3 separate regions of the Zea mays genome follow, and regions 1 and 3 are each linked to region 2. The links are chromatin contacts, called in public Hi-C maps. All regions are on one chromosome and are shown on one strand. The core of a region is the stretch at or near the end of the contact, and the rest is flanking DNA. Distances in the headings are between cores, read along the strand shown.

Region 1 (4,723 bases), core at 804-3,303, 180 kb before region 2:
CACTCTCTCAATTCACTAATTACTAATGACCACTTGTCTTAATTGTGGCACTTGAGGAGATTTGGAAACTTTGAATGTGTCTTGGAATTGATTCTTTGCTCTTGTATTGAATGTGGAGAGTGGAAGGTTTGGATGCTTTGAATGGTGGTGGTTGGGGGTATTTATAACCCCAACCACACTTCTAGCCGTTGGCTATAGCTTTCTGTCGATGGGCGCACCGAACAGTCCGGTGCACACCGGGCACGACACTGTTCCGTGTTCGGTGCATGCCACGCCAGTCGCCCGTTGGATTCGTCTGCCCCTGTGGTGCACCGGGCAGTCTAGTGCCACACTGGACAGTCCGGTGCGACCTGATCGTCGCTGTCTGTTTCTGACTTCTGACGTTTCTGACCTGGTGGCAGTCGACTGTTGGACAAGTTGACCGTTGGCCGTAGTCTCACCGAACAGTCCGGTGAATTTTAGCCGTAGAGCGTTGCGTTTTCCCGAGAGCGGCCTGTTCATCGGGTGCGTCAGCCTGGTCACCGTGTCCGGTGCGTCGCAGGCTGTTGCAAGTCTAACTTGCCCTATATTTATAGAAGTGGCCCATGGGTCTAATTTTCTTATAGATGTATATGAACTTTATATACTTGAGAAAAGATTAATTAGACAAACTAGTTAGTCCATAAGTTTTGTGATGGTCGGTAAACACTAAAATCGATTATAGATATGGTTGAGACCATTTCTCTTCCAATTATAGATATCATGTTTAATAAACTAGCGAGGTGAGCACACAAATCGCACGGATAGCTAGATTTCTTTATTACAGTTACAACCATTAGATATGTTTACTTCTTTGAAAACAATTGTTCGATTAATTAACATATTACAATTGTACCTACTACTAGCAAAAGGAAAGGGATAGGAGAGGGGATGTTTCAGACAGAAAGGAGGTCAGTGAGTTACAATAAATAACTTTGCACCATAGGTCATGACACCCTGGATCTTGTCACCAAGCTTGGTGTTGTTATCTACGACGCCAAGTACTTTGCCATATCTCCGTCATGCAAGCTTTAAGTAGCTGCCATACTACACAACTCAGCCCCGTGAGTCACAACATTAAGACCTATTACCTAGGCCTCGTGATTCATAGTGTCAAACTTGGAGTTAAAATAAATAAATTAAGGCCCTGTTTAGATGCTTCTGACTAATTGTCATCAGTGGCTTACAATTAGCTAACAAATATTTAACCGGCAAACAATTAGTCATGATATGATTAGAGTCTTAACTAATAGATGTATAGAATATAGTAAAATGTCTGTTTAAGTCAGAAGAGAAAGGAAAGAAACCAACAAGGATAAAAATCGTCTTTTCTCTTTTTATGATATATTTGCAACGTCAAATGGCTACATAGACACATAATTTGTTAGCCATCTAGTTAAAAATTAGATAATTTATTAGCTAACTTGTTTGAAGCTCGAAGTACTAAAAATAGCCAATAAACCGTTTGACAGATGGTTCAAACACGCCCTAGAGCACACCAAGCTCTAAATATGAATATATTTCAAAAAAACTAAAAAAAACCTGTCTCCACGCCGAAGCCACTTCCAAGCACACCCAACGCCTCACTTATCTTACATCCTACGTCTCACTTTTACCGAACTACCCTTCTCTTACCACTGACAACACGGCCTCTCAGGTCCAAGGCAACCGCATCATTTTTCTCTCTCTCTCTACAGCGCAGTCCCAGTCCCGTACGCGAAGGCGCGGAAAGGCTCCACCGCCTCGCCTGTCGGCCTCCAGCGACGACCGCACCACCCCTCGCACCACTGCACTGACTGACTTGTGGGGCGAGGCTCCCGGGCCCGCTTGCAAGTGATGCGGGTGCAAATTTGCAGGTTCGCTGGGAGACGACGTGGCGCCGCGCGCGGCGCGTAGCTGTGCAGGGGGTGGTGGCGAGTAGGGACTAGGGAGGGTCGTGGGTGGGCCCGGATTGTTTTTTTCCTTATTTTACGTGGTTCATTCCGCCGTTTAAAAGGGAGCCGGACCGCCACGCCGTGGCTTTCGTTCGTCTCCACGCCCCTCTCATTCGCACCGCTCCCACCCACATCCTCTTCGCCTCTCTGAGTCTCTCTCTCTCTCTCTCTCTGCACGCCTCCGCTCCGCGTGTGCTTCCGTTCGGCGGTGGTTTCATCTCGCGGAGGCAGCAGACCACAGCGCCAGCAGCCATGACCGCGGCCGACGGGGAGTCCTGCGCGGTGGTCGCGACGGCCGCCGACATCATCTGCTCTCTCCGTGGTGCGGACCTCGCCGGCTGGACCCCGCCGTGGCGCAAGCACGAGGCCGCCTGCGACGGCGTCCGTGAGGAGGAGGGCGGTGGCGGCGACGAGGCGCGTGATCTGGCCTGGCCGGCGGTGGCGCGCGGGAAGCGCTCGCGGTCCCGGCGCGAGTCCCCGTCGGCCTCGGGCTCCGCCGCCTCCGCCGACGCGAAGAAGAAGAAGAAGGCGAGGCGAGGGGTCCGCGGCAGCCCCGCGTCACCCCTCGACTACAGCGGCGTGTCCGGGTCCGGCGCGTCCACCAGCGGCGGCGAGGACGGTGCCTTCTGCTTCCAGCCAGAGCCAGCGTTCCCGCCGGCCGCCGCGTGCCAGCTCGCGGAGCCCGCCGTGCTTCCACCCCCGCCCCCGCCCCCCAGCGAGGTACGTGCGTGCGTACGCGCCTACCTCACATCTGACATCCCCGTCCCCGTCTCCTGTTGGTTTGGTCGCCTGCTGTGTTGTGGCCTTGTGGGCGGTTGGTTGCTTTCCGATTCGCGTTCGTGCCTCGGTGGTGGACGGACGGACGGACCAAACTGCCCCTCCGTGTAGGCAGCACGAGGATGGCTTCCAGATGCCACATCGCTTTTCCCCTCCCCCACGCCCCGCCTCACCCTCCGCTTTTTCGTTCGCGCGACCTTTTTCCCGGTCTAGCCACTCCCTTCGTAGATGGCGAGTCAGGTAAAAGGAGACGTCATGTGGTCGGATACCTCACGGATCTCTCGCCTCCGCAGTCGTCGCGTCGTAGCATAGCAGCCCTGCCCCTGTGTGGATTTCCTCTCGCGTGGTGGCGCTGCCACTCGGTGGGACGGACCGACGGACAGTGGCAATTCCCTGAATTTTATACGCCGCCCATATTGTATATTGTACGTGTGCTGGTGGTTTACCGGGGTTGACCCCGACGGCAGAGGGGGCAGCGGCGGCAATTCACTCGGGTAGGTGGAGGGTGGAGCTGGGCCGGCTCCCACTCCCACTCCAACCACGGGCCGCAGTTGCGGCTTGCGTGTGCGTGTGCGTCCGCCGCTGCGCTGTCCCCGTCCCCAAACTGTCCTCAACTCGTGCCCCACCGGGGAACCTAATACCAGTGGGCATTTGCGACATTATCCAGTGCTTATCCCTCGCCTGCTCTGCGGTGGGGGAGCGCAGTCAAACCGGGCCGGCCACGGCGATTGGTCCTTCGGGGCGGGGAAGCGGCGCGCGCCTCGTGGGCGTCGCCTACTGGCGTGGGAGCCGCATGTCCGTGGCCGCCACACACGCAGGCGAAACCGGTGGACACAGCGCACCCTGTCCAGTCCGACAGTGACACGCGTCCGGGTGGCATAGCGGGCTCATATGAAATTCCGACTTTTTTTTTTGAAAAAAAACCCAAATACAATAAAATTTGGAACAGGGATGAAATCGACATGTCGCTTGTCCATGTGCCTTTTTGATGTCCACGCTTCCTCCCTTTGTCATCCCATAATAGCGTGCTTCATGCGATAGCCTAATCGAGATGCCGCTGAACTGCTTGCAGGAATAGCAGTAGGAGTTGAGTTGGGTATACAGTAGGTAGACTGGGCTTTTTCCTCCGGTGTATGTACTCCCTGGCTACCTGGGGTTCAAAACAATCAATGCAGACGAAAAAAGAACATACGTCCCGTCGTCCCGTCTTGCTTTTCGATGCCTGCTGTTTGCTGGCCTTTTTTTTTCTCTTCCACCGGGGCTGGCTCTAGTCTAGTGGTCCCGCGTTGTTTGTTCCCGTGGCTGCCACTCTAGTATGAATACTACTCTATACCAGCATCTGAACTAACGACCTGCAGCGCGCTTTTCTCCTGCAGGTGGGTGGCCTCGCCGGACGGCGGACGATCCTCCCGGTGCCGCCACCTCGGCCCGCCGGACAGCGGGCGCGGAAGAAGATGGTAAGTAAAGCTCCCCTCCGTCCGTCCTTGCTCGTAGAATATCTCGCGAACAGCGCTGGCACTGCAAAAGCACGTTGGCCGTAGCCGCGAGTACAACAGGGGAAGCAAGTGTGTACAGTCACGGGGAAACCAAGCGGGTGGCCTACTGGCTTTCAGTGCTTCGCCGTGGTGGTGCAGGACAAAAAAAAAAGCGAGCGGCATGGGCACTGCAGATGGTAGCTTTGGTTGGCTCTGGCCACTGAACATTGAATGCGTTTTTCACCAACCTACTGCCGACCCCATCCCCCTCCCCCCACCATCCACGGCATCAGCAGTTCAGCACAGGCCGGCCCGGCAACTGGATCCCTTTGGCCTGCTCAACACTCACCCCCAGTAGCAGTAGTGGAAAGGCGGTTCCTGCTCTAGTGGGAGAGGGAGGGGGGCAGGGAGGCAAAAGTGGCATGGCATGCTGAGGACACAAGTGTCAAAGGCCGCCTGCCCGAAATGATCACACACCTCATCATCATCCACCTGCTGTGTCCTGCGATCGAAAAGATC
Region 2 (4,429 bases), core at 851-3,350:
TACTATAGAGGAAGAATTTTTACACTAGATTCTTATGACCGTGAGATGTGTATATGGTAGAAAATTGAATCAATGGGTCATCTTTTCTTCAGATGCAGTTTCACGAGGAGATGTTGGAACCAACTCAATATTTCTTATTCACGACACTTTCGCTCTTCTCAGGCCATTCAAACAATTTAATCCAAATTGGGCATGCCTTTTACAATGGATATTATCATTCTTATGCCCTGGGCAATTTGGAAGCAACAAAATTCATGATTATTCTAATATGCGGAAGGCTGCTATAATAATTTCAAAGATCTTTATGACCTCATATGCACAGAATGCATCTAACACTTTTTTCTTGTTGCCACACATTAGCGAGCTCAATTACCATAATCATTTATGTAATGTAAACTCTGGTGTACTATTGTAACTTTTTCCCTTTAAATATATTCTAGTAGGGGCTTCACCTCTCCTGTTTCGTCAAAAAGAAAATCATGTGCGAACTTGATTTCTTTATGAAACTGTTATGTGCGAAGTTAATATCTTTGTGGAACTGTTATGCGCAAACTTGATGTCTTTGTGTAATTGTTATGTGTGAAGTTGATGTCTTTGTAGAACTGTTATGTGTGACATGCCTTTGTGGAACTATTATGTGTGAACCTAATAGGTGTTGTTTGATCATGTATAATTTATTTTCACCCATTTTAGCACTGTTATGAGCACTTAATAGGTGGATTCCATTTGTTGGCAAAGTTTTTGATAGTTCTAAATTGTTCACACTCATTTTTTTTGAAAAAGATGCAAATCTTAGAGATCTTTGCTTGTTTTATTGTATTGAATTTTATATGCAAAGTATTCAAACAATATTTAGAATTTCATTCTAGGAATTAAACTGCTTGTACAACCAAACACAAATAATAGAATTAAATCACTCTCTGGTTGATTCAATTTTTAAAATTATTCATTTCTTTGAATTTAATTATGATAAAAGTTTCATTTCCATCCATCCAAAGGGTTGTGTTGGCTCCAACTCGAGGCCAAACACTAGGGGTGAACCTCCTGACGGTGCTCCCTACGGGAGCGTGGACAGTCTACGACCTCGCTGCAGGAGCAGCTCCTCTCCACGCAACACCGAACGGTCCGCACATAGGGTCAGACGGCCCGTGACATGGCATAGTGTCTTCTTCTCCGTGAAGAACCCTATATCTCGCCTCGCGGGAGGTACCAGTCGGGGAGTAGAGTTACAGAGGGTGCTCCGGAGTCGACAGGACAGCTGAGACGTCCCCAGACGACGTAGAGTTGACTAGAGATAAAGTAATAAGTCGAGAAAGACTAATACTAGGGCTAAACTACTGCTACTCCTAAGTCAAGAAAGTAAAGGATTTCATAAATAGATTGATTGGATCAATTTTAGGTGCATTTAAACGGCAGTACCCTTTATATTTATAGGGGAGGTTTGGACCCGTTCATAAACGCTTTCCAACATGTTCCTACGAGGTTAGTGGATAAGTACACGCGGGAGAGGGACTCTCGTCCGAGATCTAATCTAACCGCGGACCGTGCGAACTAAAACCGCAGACCGTCCACATGGTTAAACTGTTCGGCCGTCCCTAGGTACCATAAATGATGCTCAACAGAATGTTAGTGAAATACTCCATTCATTCATAAATATATGACATCGTTGATATTTTTCAAAACTTTGATCACTCATCTTATTCAAATATTTATTTAAAAATATAAAATTTTAAATAACGCTTAAATAACCTTAAGTGAACTTACGATTTTTAATGAGATGATGGTTAAAGTTTTGAAAAATAAGTTAACGATGACATATATTTATAAACTAATATATAAACGGAAAAGGTAGTACGATATATATAAAATCATGATCTCTATTCTTGAATATTTGTCGTTCGCTAGTTTATTTTTAAACTATACCGTGATAACTATCATTTACTCATGTGTTAGTGACGAATTTCTGATACAGTAGTTTCCGACAACATTTGTGTTCTCATCTCATCCAAATCCAAGCATGTTTGCTGTGCAATTCACTCTTCGGAATTGAGTCACGTGCACGAGAAATTAAAGGGAGGGCGCTATCCGTCCTCTACCCCCAAAGCGCGGTCCCCTCCCTTCCCCAGTCCCCACTACCACTACACGCCTCTCGCCGTCGCGTCTTCAAAGCCTCCGCCACTTGACTCCCATCCCCTCTCGCGTGGTCCTTCTCCTGCTCCCGCTCCCGCTGCTCCTCATCTTCTCGCGCCGCGGCCCCCAGCCTTTGCCCGCCGCTACCTCTCTCTAATTGGGCGGCGGCCTGCCGGTCCGATGGCGTTCAACTACCACGACCACGCGCTGGCGATGGACCCCGCGGCGGCCGCCGCGGTTGGGGCGGCCGCGAACCCTAGCTTTGTCTCCGGAGGTGGCATGGCCGGGGGGCCCGGCTGGGAGAGGGAGAAGGCGGCCATCGCGGCGCACCCGCTGTACGAGCGTCTTCTCGAGGCGCACGTCGCCTGCCTCCGCGTCGCCACCCCCGTCGACCAGCTCCCGCGCATCGACGCGCAGATAGCGGCGAGGCCCCCGCCCATGGAGGCCGCGGCTGCGGCTGCTGCGGCGGGCGGAGCACACTCGGGAGGCGAGGAGCTCGACCTCTTCATGGTAAGTACCCATACTTTCTCGTCTCTCTTCCTATTATGGTCTTGCTATGATGAAGCTAATAAGGTTGCCCAGTGGTTCTCTCTTCTCCATGCGGATTTTCTGATTGAGTTTTGGGTGTTCAATTGGATATTTGTATGGCTGGATGGTTCATCCGGCATGCTAAGTATTCTGTAGTACGCATGTGGAAGATTTTGGGGGTGATGTTGGCTAGTTAATTCAAAATGGATTTCCGAATAAACCGAGTTAATTATGCATGCATAGCAAAGGAGCCGCAAATTTAAGTGCAGAATCGACTCATGAACTTTTGATGCTATCCCTTATTACATGCTTTTCGTTCTTAATTGCGTTGCTTCTCTGTTTGCCAAGGTTATCGATAGTGAAGCCGTTTTTGCAACTTTCTTTTTACGTTTAGCTGTACCTCTCTTTTCTTTTTGAAATGATAATTAATCATTTTGTGGCAAGAGCAGGTTGTTATCATTCTCTGTTTTTTCCCTCTTTCGAATGGTTCTAAATTCTAACCTGTCTCGTTTTTCGTCCAGACACATTATGTGTTGCTCCTCTGTTCATTCAAGGAACAACTCCAGCAGCATGTGCGTGTTCATGCAATGGAAGCAGTCATGGCTTGTTGGGAGCTCGAACAAACTTTACAAAGCCTTACAGGTAGCTGAAGCTTTCTACTTTAATATTTTTAGAGGAAAATGCTTTAGCTGCCCCTTTTTGGAGTCTGCTTGATGTACAAGTACAACTCCCTACTTAATATTTGCTATGTTTCATGTTTTGTTCGTATGGTGGTCACAGCAGGTTTCAGTGCAACCTAGGCAGACCATCTTATTGAAATTTCTCGCCACAAATAACGTATTGACCATTCCCCAAATGTTTCCTTCCTTTGGAAATTGACCAAATAGCCATTCTCTTGTTGGTCTTATCAGGTATATGGAAACTACAAACTAACTAACATTAACTAACATTGTTAGTACTTTTTTTCTTGCATTAGAATCAAACCTTACAACTTCACGCTATCGAACCCATTTTTGAATCATTATCTCATCCATGAACCTCATGTTGCAGACCATGCAACTGGTGCTACCTTTGTGAGATAATTTTAACAGTGTTCTCCCAGTCAAAGTTTCCCCTATCATGTCTCTAGACTCTGCTGCAGGCCCCTCAGAACAGTTAATAACTTAATATAGTACACTGTAATGGCTCTATGAAAATTGAAAAATAAGAGAGTACTTGGCCGATTACATCTTGACTGCGCCCTCTATTTTAGCGCTGGTCTAGCCGGCATCGTGCAAACGTCTGACCCCACATGACATCTTCCCCCCCCCCCCCTCGACGAACAGCTCGTCCTCGAGCTGGAACCTGGGGTAGTGCTCGATGAATGTGTCGATGTCTTCCCAAGTAGCAGATGATGGTGGTTGGTCTTGCCACCAAATGAGGACTTGGCGCACGCCTCTGGCCAACTGTGCCTTGACTGCCGCTGCTGGAATTAGAATAGTTGCGCCGTGATGCATAGGCGACAGGGGTGGTGTAGACTCTGGTGGCTGGCCTCGAAAGAGCTTGAGGTGGCCAACATGGAAGACATCGTGTATGTGGGCTCCCAGTGGAAGACGAACGCTGACAACTACTTTGTTGATGTCTTCCATCACCTGATACGGTCATAGAAGCGTGGACTCAGCTTGCCGGTGGTTGCCTGCGGTAGGGATAGGGGGGTACGGTGCCGAACCCGCAACCAGACCCAATCGCCCACCTTGTAGGACAGTTGCCGATGGCGGCGATTGTAGTGTGC
Region 3 (4,728 bases), core at 1,770-4,269, 150 kb before region 2:
AGCTAAGTTCGAACGACACAAATATTGCGTCGTGTTGCCAGGGCGCAGTCAATATTCAGCTAATGTCATATCTCAGCCGATTACCAACGCAGCCTGATCGACGTGTCTGAGTACCCATTATACAATTTAATCGCTCGACGTGAGTACAAAAGCTCAACATAATATAAATATTTAGAGCGATTTAAATATGCACAATATAGAGTTTACATACATTTTAATATTTTTCTACTAAATCTCCTACGAGAAATAAAAGCAGAAAAATAAACACCAAAATTAATGTATGAGCATAACACATCACGTGTAAAAAACATTTTTTCCAAAACTAAGTGTGCATTTTATAGTAATTAATTGCGACATAAAACAATTAATCAAGGTCGAAAATACAAAATAAAATATGCTTTATTCTATTTGATTTGCGACAGGAAATAAATAGAATAAATAATATGAGTATGTATACAAACTAATTGTACCAAAGTTTAATTCAACAAAACTGTATTAAAATAACATGCTTTATTCCATCTATGTGCGGCGGCCCAACTCTTTGCTCATGGAGCCCACCACATGCACGTGTTCGTGGATGGATGGCTGCACCTTTCCTTTCAATACGCCATGCACTTTGACCATGCACCACGGGGGAAGCGGTCGTCAAGATGGGCAGAGGATGCATGGCATCATGCATATGTGCATGTAGACGTGCGCGGGTCAGCAGGCCAGCAACGGCAAGGCGGCTGCAACTGCGTGCCTGGATCCGAAAAATGCGCATGGAGCCAGCGACCGGATGCGCCGAGCGACGCCGCCGAGCAACCAGATGTTACAAAATGCTCTGGCCCCGATACGGCTCCGGCATAGTCGAGACGCGACTGCTAGCGCGCAGCGCGGTCCCGACGAGCGGAGCACCACTACGGCGATGGCAGTCCGTCGCGCACGAATTACAGCCCGTGCATAACTAACTGATCAATCAGTAAACATACCGTTTGTTTGCGTAGATGGAGAATCGAAGACTGTCGCGTAAGACAGTTCGGCTAGCCGTAAGACCTGCCGGCTTGACGGAGAGTTGATGCAGATTTGATCCCGCAGCGACCTCGAGGTAGAGCGTGCTGATAACGTGTTGAGAACTACGTCACCACGGATCACCAGATCCGCTCCCTTCCCTCCCGTCAGCAGTAGAGGCGCAAGAAGCTGTAGAGTACCCGTCTTCCTTCCCATTAGCACGACAGAGGAAACACAATAGACACGATGTAGGGTTGGGGCTCTGGCCTCTTTCTCTTCTCTCTTCCATATGAGGGGTACATGTTCTATATATAGAGACGCGATAGCCCTCAGGGCTATATTCGGTATTTGCCCACATAACCCTTCATTAGGGTTTATCAACACGATTATGTGGTTCTCCAAATCAGTGAACGTCAAAGGCTAATCGATTGCGACAATCAACAGCGCTTGTATTCCACAGAAACGGAGTGAGAGACAACTTCAGGAGTCCTCTCATAAAGTGGGCTTCTATGCCCATCAGCACATATCGGAAATTCGGAACGTAGAAGGAATTCAAATGTAGAAATCGAACATCACATGAAACCCATCAAAGAGGCCCACTACTGAAGAACCATGGCCCACGGTGTTTTTTTTTCTTTTGGCATTACTCAGCATTTTTCCTTCTTCTCACCAATCCTTATTAGTACCTGGTTCCGTGTTCCTTATTATATAAAAGTGGACATTCTTAATTAAAGACTCGATTCAACATTTCACGTATCGATGCCGAAACAATAGTTCCATCGAAATGTGGAGTGGAACCAGCACACTGAAAATGTTGCGTAGTGTTACTTTTTTTTCTTTTGAAATGATAATTATATTGATATATAAGATTTCAGCAAGATGCATCGCTATCTTCCTGAATTCTTTCATCTCTTGGCAGGCCTTTTTCGAGAACAATGGCAGGTACACTGCCCATAGGGGACACAGAAAATTAAGTAGCTAGAGCTCATGCGACTCCATTTCTTCACCAGTCGTTGTATTGCAGTTGGAACAAGAACATCGGCGTGCTGGCGTGCATCATTGCTGGAGTCGAAGGTCGCATAGATAGAGTGAACAGATCCAGGCGACGCAGTGGAGTTGTGAGGAACACAAATTGAACAAAAACACACACGCCCATGCATGCGGATTAACACAGTGCAGAGGAAGAAGCATGTATAAAAAAAACCTAACAAAAAAATCCTTTAAATCAAAAGATTCACATTCCGATTTTATTTTTTGACCCAAAAGATTCACATCCTTTTCCTAAAAGCAACGCCATCGAAAGGCTCACTCGTCCACTCAGGCGAAACCACGAGTCACAAAATATCTACTGTTGCTCTGGAAAGAATCCTCGCGTGATCCGACTACTCACTTACTCCTGACGACAACCTGCCTGCCAAGCCGCCCGCTATATCGCGTCCGGATCCCTGTCATTTTCACACGCTAGGACTGATCGATCTATCAGGGGGGCGCCGGCGGTTGCAACACCGTCGGGCATTGTCCCTGACCTCATCGATCTCCGAAGTTAACTTGCCCCTAACCAGTTTCTGAGGTACGCGCCTTCTGCACTGTGTGTGATAACACCGAGACCTGAATAGTTTGAATTTAGAGTTTCACATTTTTTGGATCTGTCTTATGTTCCTTTTTCACAACAAATTTATCAGGAGCACCTGTTCAAGTCTTTTTTTTCCCTTGCGCTTTTCGTAACCGGAATCATATATTTTCTAAAAGCAACGAGATAAAAAGGTTCCCTCATCCATTCAGGCCAAAACACACACGGAGTAGTCACAAAATATCTACTGTTTGCTCTGGGAAGAATCCTCGCGCGATCCGTCCGACTACTTCCTTTCCTCCAGAGGGAGGACAAATGCCAAGCGGCCGGCTGCACCTGCACTGCACCCCCCGGCCCCGCTCGCGCCGACGCGTCAGTCCGCGACTGGACCCGGGCCCCTCCGGCCGGCCGTTCGTCGTCAAATTCCGCGGGCCCAGCGCACGTCTCTCGTCGCTGTCGCCGGCCCATCTTTCCCGGCACCGCCCTAGCGCGCGGCCCCCACCCCCGCACAGCTTCGCTTCGCTACCCTGTGCTGTGTGCTTGCGCTTGCGCAGCCCTTTTTTTGGCCCTCCAAAAGTAGATAGCGGGCGGAGATCCTGCGGGGCTACGTAGAAATGCCTAAAAATGGACGCGTCACGAGGGTCTCTTTCTGGGCACACACACAGTGTCTAAATTTCCTTTTCTTAATACAGTGCTGTACGTAATACAATACTGGTACAAAAGGTTTCATGAGTGTTTTTGCCTAACGACGGGGTTTGCGCAGGTCACTGGAAAAGGAAATTGTGAGGATACAGACGACCAAGTAGCAGGTGGACAGTTGTGTACAGCTGTTGTGCCGCCTACGTGGACGCCGGACGGCCGGACCCTGACGCCCGTCGCCCGGCCGGCAATGATCGTGCAGAGGCCGGTTTTTCAGCTCTTAATTAATTGGGCGCCAATCATGTGGGCCCACGACGATCCTTAGCGGTTTGGAGGCCGTTGAGAAAATATTTCTATATATTATTGGTGGGACCGGTTGGAATACGATGAAAACCAGACACAGATATGTAGAAGAATGTATGATTCTCATTGGTCTCATGAAGTGTATTACATATATATACATGGAGAATGAGGTACAAGCCAGTGGATATGGGCCTGTTTGGTTCAGCTTTTTTCTGATTAGCTTTTCTGAGAATCTAGCTGTGAGGAGAATCTGGCTGTGAGGAGAATCTGAGTATTATTAGTATTACATGCGGAGGAAGATAAAAATGTTCATAGGGCTCAGGATCTAGAAAGTAATGGATTTCTACTATTGCAACAACTCAACCGATTATATGTTTATGTTGATTTTGAATAGTTTTTACCTAAACGAATTTTATAGAAGCTGGCTGAAAAGCTGACGTGTTTGGCAGTCCACATCAGCTTTTGGTGGCTAGAAGCTGAAAAAAGCTGAAACAAACAGGGGCTATGTCCACTAGTAAGAAACTGTCACACCATTCAACTTGATCACATGTTCTTTTCTTTACCACTCCCCGTTGATCGATTCGAACTTCATTTGATCATCCTTTAGTTATACCTCCAAGATATCTGTCGGCGTTTCGACCTCGGGGGGTCCCTGGACCGACGAGTAAATTGTCGTTGCGTGTCCCAGACCAGATGGGTCGGCGCTGTTGAGAACTACGTTACCACGGATCACCAGATCTGCTCCCTTCCCTCCCGTCAGCAGTAGAGACGCAAGAAGTTGTAGAGGACCCGTCTCCCTTCCCATAAACATAACAGAGGAAACACACGAGACACAGTATATAGGGTTGGGCATCTGGCTTCTTTCTCTTCTCTGTATTATAAGGGGGTGTACAGGTTCCTTATATAGAGATGTGAGACCCCTCAGGGGCAAAGCAGATATTTGCCCACATAACCCTAACTAGGGTTACTTAACACTCCCCCTTGGGCGAATACCGCGACCAACACATGCCTCGTTAAAACTCCGAAAAACCCAGTAGAAAAAATATGGAGAAAGAGTGCATGGTGATACAAATTGCAATTGCACTTTGTTGCCTCGTTAAAAACCTCATGTGAGAAACTTCAAGAAAACTCACCAAGGGAAAAAGAGTACAACAGCTGTCATCGGGACAGATTTCGATCCTCTCGGATCTAGATTCTATCGAATCTTCTACAAGGGCTAACTTTAG

The links. Hi-C and Micro-C count contacts between places; a contact is called where the count stands out from the background.
Region 1: a contact with region 2 is called in a Hi-C map of leaf, with 4 times the contacts expected there. The contact joins the promoter of LOC100279469 here to the promoter of LOC103638717 in region 2. A contact is called at or near these places in 3 of 25 Hi-C or Micro-C datasets (bundle sheath, endosperm and leaf).
Region 3: a Hi-C map of ear shows a contact between it and region 2, with 4 times the contacts expected there. The contact joins the enhancer-like site here to the promoter of LOC103638717 in region 2. A contact is called at or near these places in 9 of 25 Hi-C or Micro-C datasets (bundle sheath, ear, leaf and 3 more) and 1 of 3 datasets of contacts at active chromatin or transcription factors (seedling).

Annotation. Positions count from the first base shown.
Region 1 is chr9:98,002,990-98,007,712 of Zm-B73-REFERENCE-NAM-5.0, forward strand. LOC100279469 reads left to right here and starts at 2,054. Exons shown (of 5, transcript NM_001152473.1): 1 at 2,054-2,672; 2 at 4,106-4,186. The coding sequence starts at 2,205.
Region 2 is chr9:98,186,670-98,191,098 of Zm-B73-REFERENCE-NAM-5.0, forward strand. It overlaps LOC103638717 (homeobox protein knotted-1-like 11), which reads left to right and starts at 2,101. Exons shown (of 6, transcript XM_008661553.4): 1 at 2,101-2,640; 2 at 3,180-3,300. The coding sequence starts at 2,311.
Region 3 is chr9:98,038,887-98,043,614 of Zm-B73-REFERENCE-NAM-5.0, forward strand. No RefSeq gene overlaps it. Among protein-coding and RNA genes, the nearest start is that of LOC103640102, 27 kb to the left of the region's middle. Within about 2 kb of position 3,020, at least 17 of the 20 cell types and tissues checked have an H3K27ac peak or open chromatin away from gene starts, as enhancers often do. A contact at or near this core is called in bundle sheath, ear, leaf and 3 more, where this site is marked.